Linked DNA regions of Podarcis muralis: region 1 is linked to region 2. Evidence: chromatin contacts called from public Hi-C data. All regions are on one chromosome and are shown on one strand. Each heading gives the region's core, a stretch centred on a gene start, on an enhancer-like site or on the middle of the called end of the contact. The rest is flanking DNA. Distances are from core to core; before and after follow the strand shown.

Region 1 (6,708 bases), core at 3,731-6,230, 190 kb after region 2:
ACGTGCTTATCTCCATGCTATGAAAAGTGTCACCTGTTAATGTCTGCAAATCAATCTGACATATGAACGCTGCTGGATCAGACCAAAAGCCCATCTAGACTAGCATCCTGGTTTCACAGTGGTCAATCAGATGTCTGTGGGAAGCCCGCAAGCAGAATATGAGGGCAATCTCTTGTTTAATTTTTATTGAAGCCTACCCTTACACTTTGCCTATATAGCAGATAAATACTAGGCTTTTTCCTAGTCCATTAGTAGCCCTATACCTGCCTCCGATATCTAGGCCTATCACTGTTCAGCTTCCCTGATTAAGGTTCAGTGAACTCAGCATTTCTTCTGGTCCAAGGTAACACAGATACACATGGAATTAGATTAGAAGGATGCACCTAAAATATGGAATATACATTTGGTAAGTGTATGCTGCGGGCAAGGGGAGCCATAATGGCCCCAAATCTCAGGCTAGTAGTATGATTAAAGAAAATACTTTCTGGTCTTACATATTTTTTTATTGTAAACCACATTGATTTTTTTATGAAATAGTGATCTATAAATATTTTTATAAACAAACAAACAAACACCTGCAGGGTCACAGGTCCGCAAACCCCTGCCACAAAGGAACGCCAAGTATTTCATATTATAGACATTGAAGAACAAATCTGCACATGGCCTTTTCTGACCTGTGTTATTACAATGAGACTGTGAAAGGACCTAGTAACCAGCACTCTATGAATCACATCCAAGTAGGATCAATTCATAATGCATCCCACTCAAGAGTTTGCTCATATGAAGCAAGCCAGATAACAGCAAGAGGGGAAAGCTCTCATCTGACATGTCTATACAGTATTCCCAAACACAGCAAAAGTAGGGGAGAAGACTCCAGATCCTTGGCACATCCAGTCTCTGCTCTCTACTGAAAGTGCAATTAGGGAAGGTCAGTTACTGTCAATAGGACTGGTGGTTTCTATAAGAGAAGCACAGGTCTCACAAGGAAACTGGACCAAGAGCTGTCAAACTTGTTTCACAAAATGTATCAGATTGTGACAATTGCCATTATTTCTAGCTCAGTTTGAAGTCAGACTTCTAGGCAAAAATCACACGGTCCCTGGCAGTTTAAAATGGTTGTGTCTTACATTTGGGGATGCTTAAGACCAAAACCCTACATCTGCCTGAAAGTAGGTTTAGCATGAGCATGTAGGCTGCCAAAGAAACCAGTCGCTTTGCTCCTCCTCCTCCTCTGATGCACTGTGTAAACTAAGTCATGATTTGGCTTAGCACATTGTCTGAACGGGGGACTCATGGTTTGTCTCACTGTAGACAAACCACAAGCTGTAACTAAGATTTGTACTTTGGTTTACAGCTTGTTGCTCTTCTGTAGGAGAGAGACAATAAGTATTCTGCCTTTGAAAATATTAAAGCTAGCAGCTATTTGACTCCCTTTCTGTAACTGGAATATTAATAAAGTGGAAATAAGTTTTAAATGGTGCAGCGGGCATGTAAACTACCAAACACCAACTATCACCTATCAAAACATACAGCAACTTGTCTACAGTACCATTTTAATGTGTTTTAACTTCCAAGTTTAAGCAATACTTTTAATCATGTGTTTAGTAAAGTAATGTAAAAACTTTCTAACCGAAGCTATAAATCTTATAATATGAAAGCCAATATGTCTGCAAAATTAAAATGGTGTAGTGAAATTATGGTTTCACATCCAAGAATTTCACAGCTTGAAAAGTTTGTTTTCTTACCAAAAGGTAGGAAGTTTGGGCTTAAGTTTAGTAAGGTTTACAGTCACTTCTTCAGGTTCAAAATTGGATTTGAAACTTGCTAATGTGGGAAGTCAGTGGATTTCAGATCCCCACGACACATACGTAGTTTCAACACCAGTGTTAACCCTCCATAAAGAGAACATTTCTGGAGACACAGAGACCCACAGGCATGCATATCATTATGAAGTCTCCAACTGACCTTTTATGACTAGACCTTCAGCCTTATATAAATAAGAAAGTATGGAGAAGCTATAAATGACCCAATAATCACCATCTTGCCTTGCATGTTAATATACAGACACTTCTAAGGTTGAAGAGCAGGGCTACAAAGGCAGCACACAGCTGTTGTTGGTGCTAAATGCAATTACGTACTTTGAAACAAAAGAGAGGGAACTTCAAACTTGTTCTTAGGAGGTTTGGGGTGGGTGATATCCAGTAAAAACTGAGAATAGCTCTTTTCTGCTTCCATAATACAAATACATAATAATAAACCATAATATTTCTAGAACAACACAGCAGCCTAATGGCTTTCTGGAAATGAAATATATCACTCCGAGTTTACTAGTAAACATTTGGAGGATATCCGCTGGAACTGTGATTGCAATTATTAAGCACTCACTCAAATCAATATATTACAGCATAATCCTAAATACGTTTATTCAGAAGAAATTCCTGTTGTTTTCAGTGGGGCTTACTCCCAGATAAGTGTGTATACTGTTTTGAGTATACCCATAGGAAATTTGCACTGATTTGTGAGGAAATTGGGATACATGCAATTATACTTGGCTGTATGTCTTGCTCACAATCACCATGGGAAAGTTGAAACCTTGCCCACAATCCCTTGCCTCAGTTTCCCAGGACAGGTAAGCGCCTACCCCATACCTAAAAGCAAGTAAAAGCCCCATTATCTTTATGTTTCATCATGGCACAAACTTCACAGCTTAAACAGCTTAAAAGACAATGGTGGAACAATCTCCCCAAAGCAGCATGTCTTTATTTGGGAGGTTATATTTCATGCAGCAGCATACAGTGCAACCCAGGTGCTGTTTTCGAGATAGCTATTCCCTTGAACGGTGTAAGCTCTTGCATGTCTAGGCCTGCAGGACCAACCATACATCCAGCCCTGCAGAGCCATGACCAAACAGCAACCTGCCTGCAAGGCCTCACCATCAGAAAGTGGCCTGGAGTACAAAGTGCCTTCCTCTTAGAAGTCCCATATACAAGAGCTCCTCAATAATGCTTTGCCTTATTCACAAGAGGCTATGTATATGACCTAGAAGAAACTCTCCAGTTTCCCTCACTAATGTTCTCCTGCACATCCATAAGAACTCTACAAAGAACAGGCAAGCGGCAGCCTCCAATACATTGCAGCCATTGAGAAAACTATTAAATGGAAGGGAGAAAGGGCCTGACACAGTCCGCCTGCCCTGGTGCAACAACCAAAATACCATGGATTATGACAAGACAATAGGAAACCCTCAAGAGACCTCTCTTTTTAGTTCTTTGCCCTCTGATCTCACAGCTTCCCTATTTCTTTGTTAAACCATTAACACTGTAGGTCAGCTGCCCAGAACTAATCAGTCAGAACTGGATCCCCTGTTATGACTGATATAGGGTGGATATTTAACACACTGGTCAAGCCCATCCCATCTTGGGTTTTCAATATTAACACAGTTGTCATATCCTCTCCCTTCCCCGCTCCCCAGTTAAATTGCTTGTCCTTCTCCCCACCCTCCCCTTCTCTCTTTCTCTCTCTCACACACATCAGTACTATAAACTTCCAAATGTAACTTTCCGCAATAACAACATAAATCTACACATACAACGAATCTACCAAAGCATTTGTTTTTACGCACGTGACCAACGAGTGAGAAATACAGCATTACGCACATAACACACACAAAGGTAATTAATTGAGGAAATGTGTTTGTGCAATCCATGAGTTGTCAACACAGCGGCCCTATGGCCTAGGTTCAAGCTGGCGATAGATACAGGCACACTGGAGAACAAATCCTGCTTCAAAAAACTTCCTCTTGGATGTTAATAAATAATATGAATATTGTAAGATTTTTAAAAACTCACAATATCTGTAAGAGCAACACTGTGATGCCTGAGAGACCAGAAAGATTATATAACCTATTTTTATACAGAGATATGTGCTCCATTCTAGTTATCAATATACAGTCTGGATCATACACACGAAAGCCCTTTTGGCAGACGGACAGGCTCTGATTACAACCAACTGGGACGGACAAAGCATAACTATATATAAGGAGGAAATTAATTCAGCTCTGTTACAGGCCACGGACTTCAAAACTTGAAACGGAGCAGGAACCATGACTTCGACGTCAGGCATCTCTGAGTGTACCCCCAAAAGGACAGTGTAGGATTTGTTGTTTTCCCTTTTTCTTTTAAGGGTTTGGAGCTCCCAGCAAAGCTCGCTGAGAGCAGGGAAACTTGCCCCCAAGGAAAGAGTAGCTGCCCAAGACAGGCTCCATAGACATAAACTGGTGGATACAATGTTCTTTCCCAGAGGAAAACCGCAACAAGGCATGGCTGAAACCCCGGGGGGGGCAAGGGGGTAAAAAGAAAATGGGCTCCCCCCCCCTTCAACTTTTCTCTTCCTAGCGTGACCAACTCCATGGGCGGGAGAGGGGGGGTCGCGGTTTGGGTCTGGGGGTGGATAAATATGGGAAGGGGCAGGGGGCGGGGAAACTCCCCCCGCAGCCCGGGACATCTATGTGGGGAAAGGGGGGCGCAATAGAGACGAATCCTCTCCTTCCTCTCCCGGAGAGTTTCCAAGGCCGGGATGGGAGCGCTCGCCCGCCCGCCCGCTTGCTTGCTTACTTACTCCGTGCTCCGTCCGGGGAAGGGTGGGTGGTGGTCCCGCCGGTGCAGCCGCTTGAGGCTCTGGATCGTTTGGGTGAGGGGGGGGGGAGAGAAGGTGACAGGGCAGCAGGAAGAGGGGGGGAGGCGCGGCTGGCTGGCTGGCTGGCTGGCTGAGGAATCCGCCGCGCACCGAAAGAAGCTCTAGCCGGGCGCCGAGCAAGAGCGACGGGAAAGTTTGTGCGAAGGAGGGAGGAGCAGAAACTTGGAAAGGGAGAGAAAGAAGGAGGGAGGGAAGGAAGGAGAGCAGGAGCCGCCAGCCCCCGCCCTTCTCGCCGATGGACAGCCTCCTCCTCCCGCGACCATCTCTGGGGGAGGAGACCTGAGGAAGAGGGTCGTCCCCCCACCCCGCGCCTTCGCTTTCTCGGGTGGAGGGGGGAGCTTTTCTGCCGGAGGCAGGACGGGAGGGAGGCTGGAAGGAAACTGGATGCGTTTACTGGAAAAGGCTGGATCATTAGGGCCAACCACCTTCTTCTAATAAAGAGTGGGGGGGTGGGGAGTCTGTTTGCAAGGGGGAATCATGTCCGGTGGGTACATAAGGCGGAGTGGACTTCGTGGTCAAATGTTGAATGGGGCCCCAAAGTTATCTTTCTTCCCTTGAGGGAGTAATGCATGGCTTGAGACAGAGCGTTTGACTTCAGCCGCGAAGCTCCAGGTTCAAATCCCGCCTTCGCTAGGAAGTTCAGCGTGTGACCCTTCAGACTGACACTTAAACAAATGTTGGGATGCGGGACGGCGGGGTGGGGAGTGGGGAGAGAGCAAACTACACTATACACACTCAGGACCGAGTTCCTTGCAGGGAGGCTCGGCTCTAAAATGTACTTTTTAAAAAACAGGAGAGAGATCTAGGCCTACTTTTGAATGTAGCAACAGGCGCATTTGCGCAGCACTCCAAGGCGAGTTTGCTTTCCTTGTTAGCATGCATGGGATTTGGAGGCTGCAGGTTTGGAGAACTTGGGTTTTGTTTTTACTCTTGCGTGAGAGGAAGCCGTGGGATGAATGGTCTCTTTGGGGCAACTAACAGCAACTTTTCCAGAAGGGATGAGCTGCAGCTGTGGGGGCGCCTGCCTGCCCCCTCTCCCAGGCGCAGCCCAGAGGAACGCCTGAGCGCGGAGGTCGTCCTGGGCAGGCAGAACCTGTCTGCGAACAGGTTGGGCGGGTGGCGACCGCCTCGTCTCTCCTTCAGCCCCGGGCAAGGAGTGGCAGGGAGAGCGCAGGGGGGCTAAGCGACCCGCCCGCCTGCCTGCGTCGGGGGCGGGCGGAGGCGGAGGCCCGGCTGCACTGGGAGTCGCCCTCCGCTGGAGGAGGCGCGTTGCCGGATCTCCGACCAGCAGCCCCTCCTGCCCTGAAATCTCAGCCTCAGCGCTCGGCTGCTGACGTCACGGGCGGAGGAGCGGCCTTCTCGCTTCCCCAGCCGGCCATCGCGGCTCCTCTGCCGAGCCTCCCGCTGCAGCGACTCCTAGGGGCCACGGGGCGCAAAGGACGCCGCTCCCTCGGAACCGCTCGATTGCAAACCGACCAAGCCGCAGTCGGCAATAGAGGAAGTCGGTCAGACTTTTCAAATCTTATTTTCTTCCTCTCTTCGCCAAGGGGCGGGCTGCAAGGAAACGGATCCGACATGGGGTGGGGTAGAGGGGGAAACAAAATCTCCTCGCGCGCGCGCTCCTGCTTCAGCGGCCGCCCGGCCTTTTTTCAAACGAGCGAAAAAACGCGGGTTATAAAACGCAGAGGCTTAGGAAGCGATGTGGAATTTGCGGCACGCGTGCAAATGCAATCGGTTGAATGGGGCGTTTTATAAGGATTCTGAAGAACAGTCGCGCTTGGAAGAGTCGCTTTTGAAGTACAGCATTTGAGCACGAAAAAGAGGTGTCTCCACCTTGCTTTTTTGTCCGTGTTTCTCATTACTTCCCAGCCGGTGATCTTTCTACCCTCAAGTGTCCCAGAGTCTCCTGCGCTCTCCTTGCACACCTCTGCCCGTTCTCCTTTCCAGACCCTCAGCCCGAAATGCATCTAGCCAATTCATCCCCCCGCTTCCTTGACACATCGCTTCATAAAA
Region 2 (6,030 bases), core at 2,088-4,587:
GGCTTTTCAGCCAGTGCATCCCTTTAGCATTTCCTATCACTGGCAGTTGTGAGGTGGCTAACGGTGATGCTTCCTTTTCCTCTTCCACCAGGCTCAAGTCTGCTCCACGGCCTAAATTCTCAATCTGTGTATTGGGGGACCAGCAGCACTGTGATGAGGCCAAAGCTGTTGACATCCCTCACATGGACATAGAGGCTCTGAAGAAACTTAATAAGAACAAGAAGCTTGTAAAGAAACTAGGTGAGCAAAATTGGAAAAGGGCTTCTGAAGCACCAAGGATATTGTACAACATCAGCAAATAAGAATTAGCATGTAGGACATAGCTGTCAACGTTTCCCTTTTTTAAGGGAAATTCTCTTATTCCGAATAGGATTCCTCACAAGAAAAGGGAAAAGTTGACAGCTATGTAGGAGTAGCTAAATATAAGGCAGGGTTAAGATATCCTTGGTCTTTCAAGCAGAAAATGCCTTAATTGCACCTAGGTAAAAACCTTCCCCCACCTATCATAGAATCATATAGCGTTGGAAGGTACCCCAAGGATCATCTAGTCCAACCCTCTGCAGTGCAGGAATATGCAGCTGTCCCCTATGGGGATCAACCCTGCAACCTTGGCATTATCAGTGCTATGCTCTAACCAACTGAACTATCTGCATAATCTGATCCAGGTGGTTGGGAGAATTGTGGGACAGAATTTGGAATTGTGCTGGGTAAGGAGAGGATTGGGACGCGGGTGGCACTGTGGGTAAAACCTCAGTGCCTAGGACTTGCCAATCACATGGTTGGCGGTTCGAATCCCCGCAGTGGGTTGAGCTCCCGTCGTCCTGCCCACCTAGCAGTTCAAAAGCACCCTTAAGTGCAAGTAGATAAATAGGTACTGCTTTATAGCGGGAAGGTAAACGGTGTTTCCGTGTGCTGCGCTGGTGCAGGCTCGCCAGAGCAACTTTGTCACGCTGGCCACGTGATCCGGAAGTGTCCTCGGACAGCGCTGGCTCCCGGCCTCTTAAGCGAGATGGGCGCGCAACCCCAGAGTCGGTCACGACTGGCCCGTATGGGCAGGGGTACCTTTACCTTTTTAAGGAGAGGATGCTGAAATCTCATGCGAACAAAAATCTGCCAAGCAACATTGGATTTTTTGTTTGGTAGTGCTCACTGTCAAAAGTGGGGAAACGTTGATAAGAGTGGGAGAAACAAACCATGATCACTGTCTCCCACATAATGTTAAAGCCAGCCAGCCACTCTATGCCTTGTTTTCCTAGAAAAGGAGGAGCAAAGCTGAGATAGTTCAAGCTCTGTGCACCAGCACACAGCTCGTAACACACATGCCAACTTGCCTGACCACAGTTTGCAGCTAGCAGCATGTGCAGACATGGCTGCTATGTTGGGGGAACTTTCTGAGCATCTTATCTAACTGGTGCAGCAAGAATGCTCAGAAGTCTTGTTGTGCAAACATAACTCCTTACATAAGCCTTTGGATTGAAGGCTTTGTTTTCATGATCTGCAAATTAAATTTTGTCATACAGTTGAAAATGAACTAAAGAATATGGAACCCAAACTGCTTCTCTTGGGATCCTGTTGGATATGGTTAGGTTAGTTCTCGTTTTCATTTCAGGTTTTATTTAACCTCTGGTTTGAATTTCCCTTAAAAAGTAGGAAAGTATCTCATTGGTGATTTGAAGATGTCTGCTTTGCAAGCTTTTGAGGTGGGCCTCAGGTGGTCTTGATGCTCATTCTTCTGTTTTTTTACAGCCAAGAAGTATGATGCTTTCTTGGCCTCCGAGTCCCTGATCAAGCAGATTCCTCGAATCCTGGGGCCAGGACTGAACAAAGCTGGCAAGTTTCCTTCTCTCCTCACTCACAATGAGAACATGGTGGCAAAGATTGATGAGGTCAAATCCACAATAAAGTTTCAAATGAAAAAGGTAATTTTCTTTAATTGCACAAATATTTCCATTTTCTGATGTAGTACTGAAGGTAAAGAACTTGATAGTCGTCTTTACTTGACTGAATTTGGTTGCATTTCCCTGGGTAAGGTTTATTTACAGATACACAAATCTGGCTTATGAATGGCTGAATTTTTAGAGTACTATTGTACTCCTATTAGGCCCACAAAAAGTCTGTTAATATCTCTTCAAAAATCCACAATACAGAAGGAGACCTCTTCCAGCTTAGTTCTTCCAGCTGATTGCACTGGCTCAGTCTCTCGTTGTTAATTAGATTTATATACCACCCTTCTCTCAAAATAGCACCCTTCCTTAAAGTGGTGAAAAATAACTTCTCTCTGTCATCAAATTCAGTGGTAGCTGATGCAGGTTCCTTTTCCTGCTTAGTGGGGCAGGTGATTGGTGGTAGTTTTGCCTTTTTCATTTTGTGAGCTTATTCTGCTCTTTTAGATGTAGCAACCATTTTGTGTTGTGTTATGCCCTTGTGGCAGCCATTTTGTGACTGGCCCACAGTGTTCACTAGAGTTTATTCCCTAGTAACTATTTAGGAATTCATCCTGTGTGAGCCATTGCAGTTTGCTATGTAACAGAACAGGATAAGTACAGTGGTACCTTGGTTCTCAACTTAACCCATTATGGGAGTCTGTTCGACCCCCGAAACGGTTCGAAAACCAAGGCACGGCTTCTGATTGGCTGCACAAGCTTCCTGCGTTCAATCGGAAGCCGCGCCCGGATGTTCAGGTTCCGAAAAACATTCGCAAACCAGAACACACACTTCCGGGTTTGCGGTGTTCGGGAGCCAAGCCATTTTAGTACCAAGGTACCACTGTATTGGGACAACCCATCTCCCCACCCCAATTATTCTGCTCACTTGGGTGAGGCCTTGCTGTAAGACTTGTGACATTTGGGATAACAACTTGAATGGATTTGTTGTATGCTTGTGTTTTCCCAAGCCCTAACCACTTTTATCTTATTGAGACAACTGAATGAGTAAATACTTTATTGTGTCCTCTCAGGTGCTCTGTCTGGCTGTGGCTGTTGGGCATGTGAAGATGACTGAGGATGAGTTAGTCTACAACATTCATCTGGCCATCAACTTCTTGGTCTCTTTGCTGAAGAAAAATTGGCAGAATGTGCGGGCCTTGTACATCAAGAGTACCATGGGGAAACCCCAGCGCCTTTACTGATGAAAATATAATTATTTTTGACTACCTTAACATGTGTGGATTTTGGCTTTATAAAAGTCCTAGTACCTAGAATCTCTGAATACTTGTCGTTTTCTGTTAAGCAGAGATTCCCCTGCATGGTAACAGTGTTGGGAATGCACAGAACACTTGAGAAGGCCAAGGACTGGTAGCACACAGGTCCTTTCCAGCATGAAAAATGTCAAGGGGTTTGGAGATAGAGCAATTGTTACTTATTTGATTTATATACTGCCCTTACAAGATCTCAGGGTGGCTCACAGGATAAAATGCAATGTAAAAGCACAAATAGTTAAAACTAAAACAACAAAATAAGGACACCCCCCCTCAAAATACCACATTTAAAAGGCTGTAGAATGTTAATCAGCTAAATGCTTGATAGAAGAGGAACATTTTGTCTGGCACCTAAAGATACACAATGAAGGCACCAGACAAACCTCCCTGGGGATAGCGTTTCAAGAAGCTGCTGCATAGAAGGCCCATTCTTGGGTTGCCACCCTCCATGCCTCTTTACTGTGGAGGAGGCACACAAAGAAGGACCTTGGATGATGAATGCAGGGTCTGGGTCGATTTATATGGGTGGAGGTGGTCCTTGAGGTATTTAGGTTCTGTGCCATTGGGAGGCTGAGGGTGGGAAAGGAAGCTGCCCTATACAGAGTCAGACGAGAATAGCCCATCTAGCTCAGTAATATATTTACTGATTGGCAGTGGCGCCAGGATTTCAGAGGATGGAGAATGTTCTCCTTTCAAGAAGAGCAAAGATGGGGATAGGATGTCCTATAGTTTGTTCTTCCCAGTAGCCAAACTCACCTGAGCTGCTGAAGGCACCCAATTTTGTGGGCTGAAGCTTTTCTTAATGTGCCACTGTCTCCACCTCACTATGGAGCATAGAGTACCATATTTTTCTGTCTATAAGATGCCCCCTATTTTGGGGGACTCAGATAATGGGGGGAGATGGCCCAGTGTATAAGACACTCCCTAATTTTTTGACATTTTTAAAGGCAAAAACCTAGTCTTATACTTGGAAAAATTTAGTTTCATCTTGCCATGATCAGTATGATATACTTACAACTTACTCCTAAAATTTGGTTTCCAGATTCCTAATCTTCTTGGTTGCTTTCATCTGGACACACTCCAATTGCTCAGTGTCCTTAAAATGTTTCCAGAAGAGGACATGCAGCCTGACCAGTGCAGAATAGAATGGAAATAGTATACTAGTGATCTGGACAGTAGGTGATAACCAGCTAAGTTATACTCGTGAGTAGACCCATTGAAGTAAACTTACTTATTAATGGGTCTACTCTTTTAACTTTGAATATTTTATTTACAGTATTTTTAGCCTGCTCTTCATTTGAGTATTTTCAGTTTCAGAACAGAACAAAGTAATAATAAGCGGGGGGGGGGGGGCGGGATACAAAAAATACAAAATCATACTGACTGGTCCAATAAACTAATTAACCTTCTGTCATAAGATAAACAAAAAATAAAAATCATACTCTTTCTAAATAGGTAAAAAGCAAATTCAGGACATTCAAATATGAAGCAACCAGCGGGCTTGGCAACAGTTCCAGCCTCATTTTTCACTTAGGGCAGCCCGCTGTGTGTCAGCAGCCTCTCACTGTGGCTTTGGAGCAACTTAACACCTTTTACTTTGTAGAAGAAAAAATAGTCTTCAGAATCAGTTTAGGGTTTAAAACTGGCAAGATCTCTGCAAAGAAATACTGCTTTGCAGAGTTACAATGACCCAGCAAGATATTTGTCCGCTAATCGGAAAGCACTCTGGCCTAGGCAGAGATTTACACAAATTTGTAGTACAGTGCAGTCACATTGCAAAAAAAAAATCAAATTTGTAGTAGAATGGGTGGGGGTGTTTCCTGCTCCAAAGGTTCTGTGTATACATGAAAATTGTGTATATTTGGCCTCTGTGCCAAGTGGGCCTTGCCTTATGTGGCTTGGGGTTATTTGCTCAAAGTCCTGACATATGTACAGTGCCTACATCCATGCTATGGAACAGATGGTACAGTAATGCAAAAATAAAAGCGTTTAGCAGACCTCAGCAAGACACTGAAAATCTGATGGGTGTTTGGGGAATGCAGCTTCTACAAATTCATAAAATTACTGTCGTAACTACATCCATAACTTTTAAATAACAGAGATTTGACGATCTCAAATCTTAGTCATTTCTTTTATAAAATACTGTGAATATATTTCACAAAGCCGTCAGGTTTTTCTTAGAATTCAAACTGGAATTTGCAGATAGAAATACGAGCTCAATGCACCTTTGTAGTTTGTGTTCAGATTCAAAGAATAAGAGACGATTTGTGGGTTTTCAATAACTTAAGTCTATGGAGTCAAGAGGTCTGTTGCCAAATTAGATTTCAAGTACAGGCTGGCAGAAACCTGCACTGCGTTTTATCATCTGTGACTTCAGTTAGAATTGTTGCGGAGTACAGCCTGGTTTAAGTATCAACACAGCATGGAAATCTCTTCCATCACCTTAAATAGGGTACCTATGAGGAAAGCTTACACACTTTTGAGGTTTCAGTTAATACTATTTTGTCATTTTGGATTAAAGAATTAGTCATATTTCATATAATCTGGCACCATATAGAATGGGAAATGGAAGATTTATAATGTTTTGTTTTCCAATACTGAAACAAAATCAAGAACAGATTCATCCTTCAACTAGGAAAGAAGCTTGGGATAATATGCTGAAATTTAATAATCTGTTTTCAAATAGCATCCAGGAAGTTCACCAGCAAATGACAATTTTTGCATTGAATGATGTCAAAACAAAAAATTACAGTAGCTCATATCCATGTACTTGAAATTGACCCAAAATGCAAATCATATTCAGTTGTGTAATTAGGGTGTTCAGTTTCATCTTG

Evidence for each region. Hi-C and Micro-C count contacts between places; a contact is called where the count stands out from the background.
Region 1: a Hi-C map of blood shows a contact between it and region 2, with 2.8 times the contacts expected there. The contact joins the promoter of TEAD3 here to the promoter of LOC114599197 in region 2. A contact is called at or near these places in 2 of 3 Hi-C or Micro-C datasets (blood and tail).

What each region holds. Positions count from the first base shown.
Region 1 is chr5:55,079,096-55,085,803 of rPodMur119.hap1.1, forward strand. TEAD3 (TEA domain transcription factor 3) reads right to left here and starts at 4,981. Exons shown (of 15, transcript XM_028733952.2): 1 at 4,614-4,981.
Region 2 is chr5:54,891,019-54,897,048 of rPodMur119.hap1.1, forward strand. LOC114599197 reads left to right here and starts at 3,338. Exons shown (of 16, transcript XM_077928851.1): 1 at 3,338-6,030. It overlaps RPL10A (ribosomal protein L10a), which reads left to right. Exons shown (of 6, transcript XM_028733934.2): 4 at 92-240; 5 at 1,747-1,919; 6 at 2,957-3,199. The coding sequence ends at 3,127.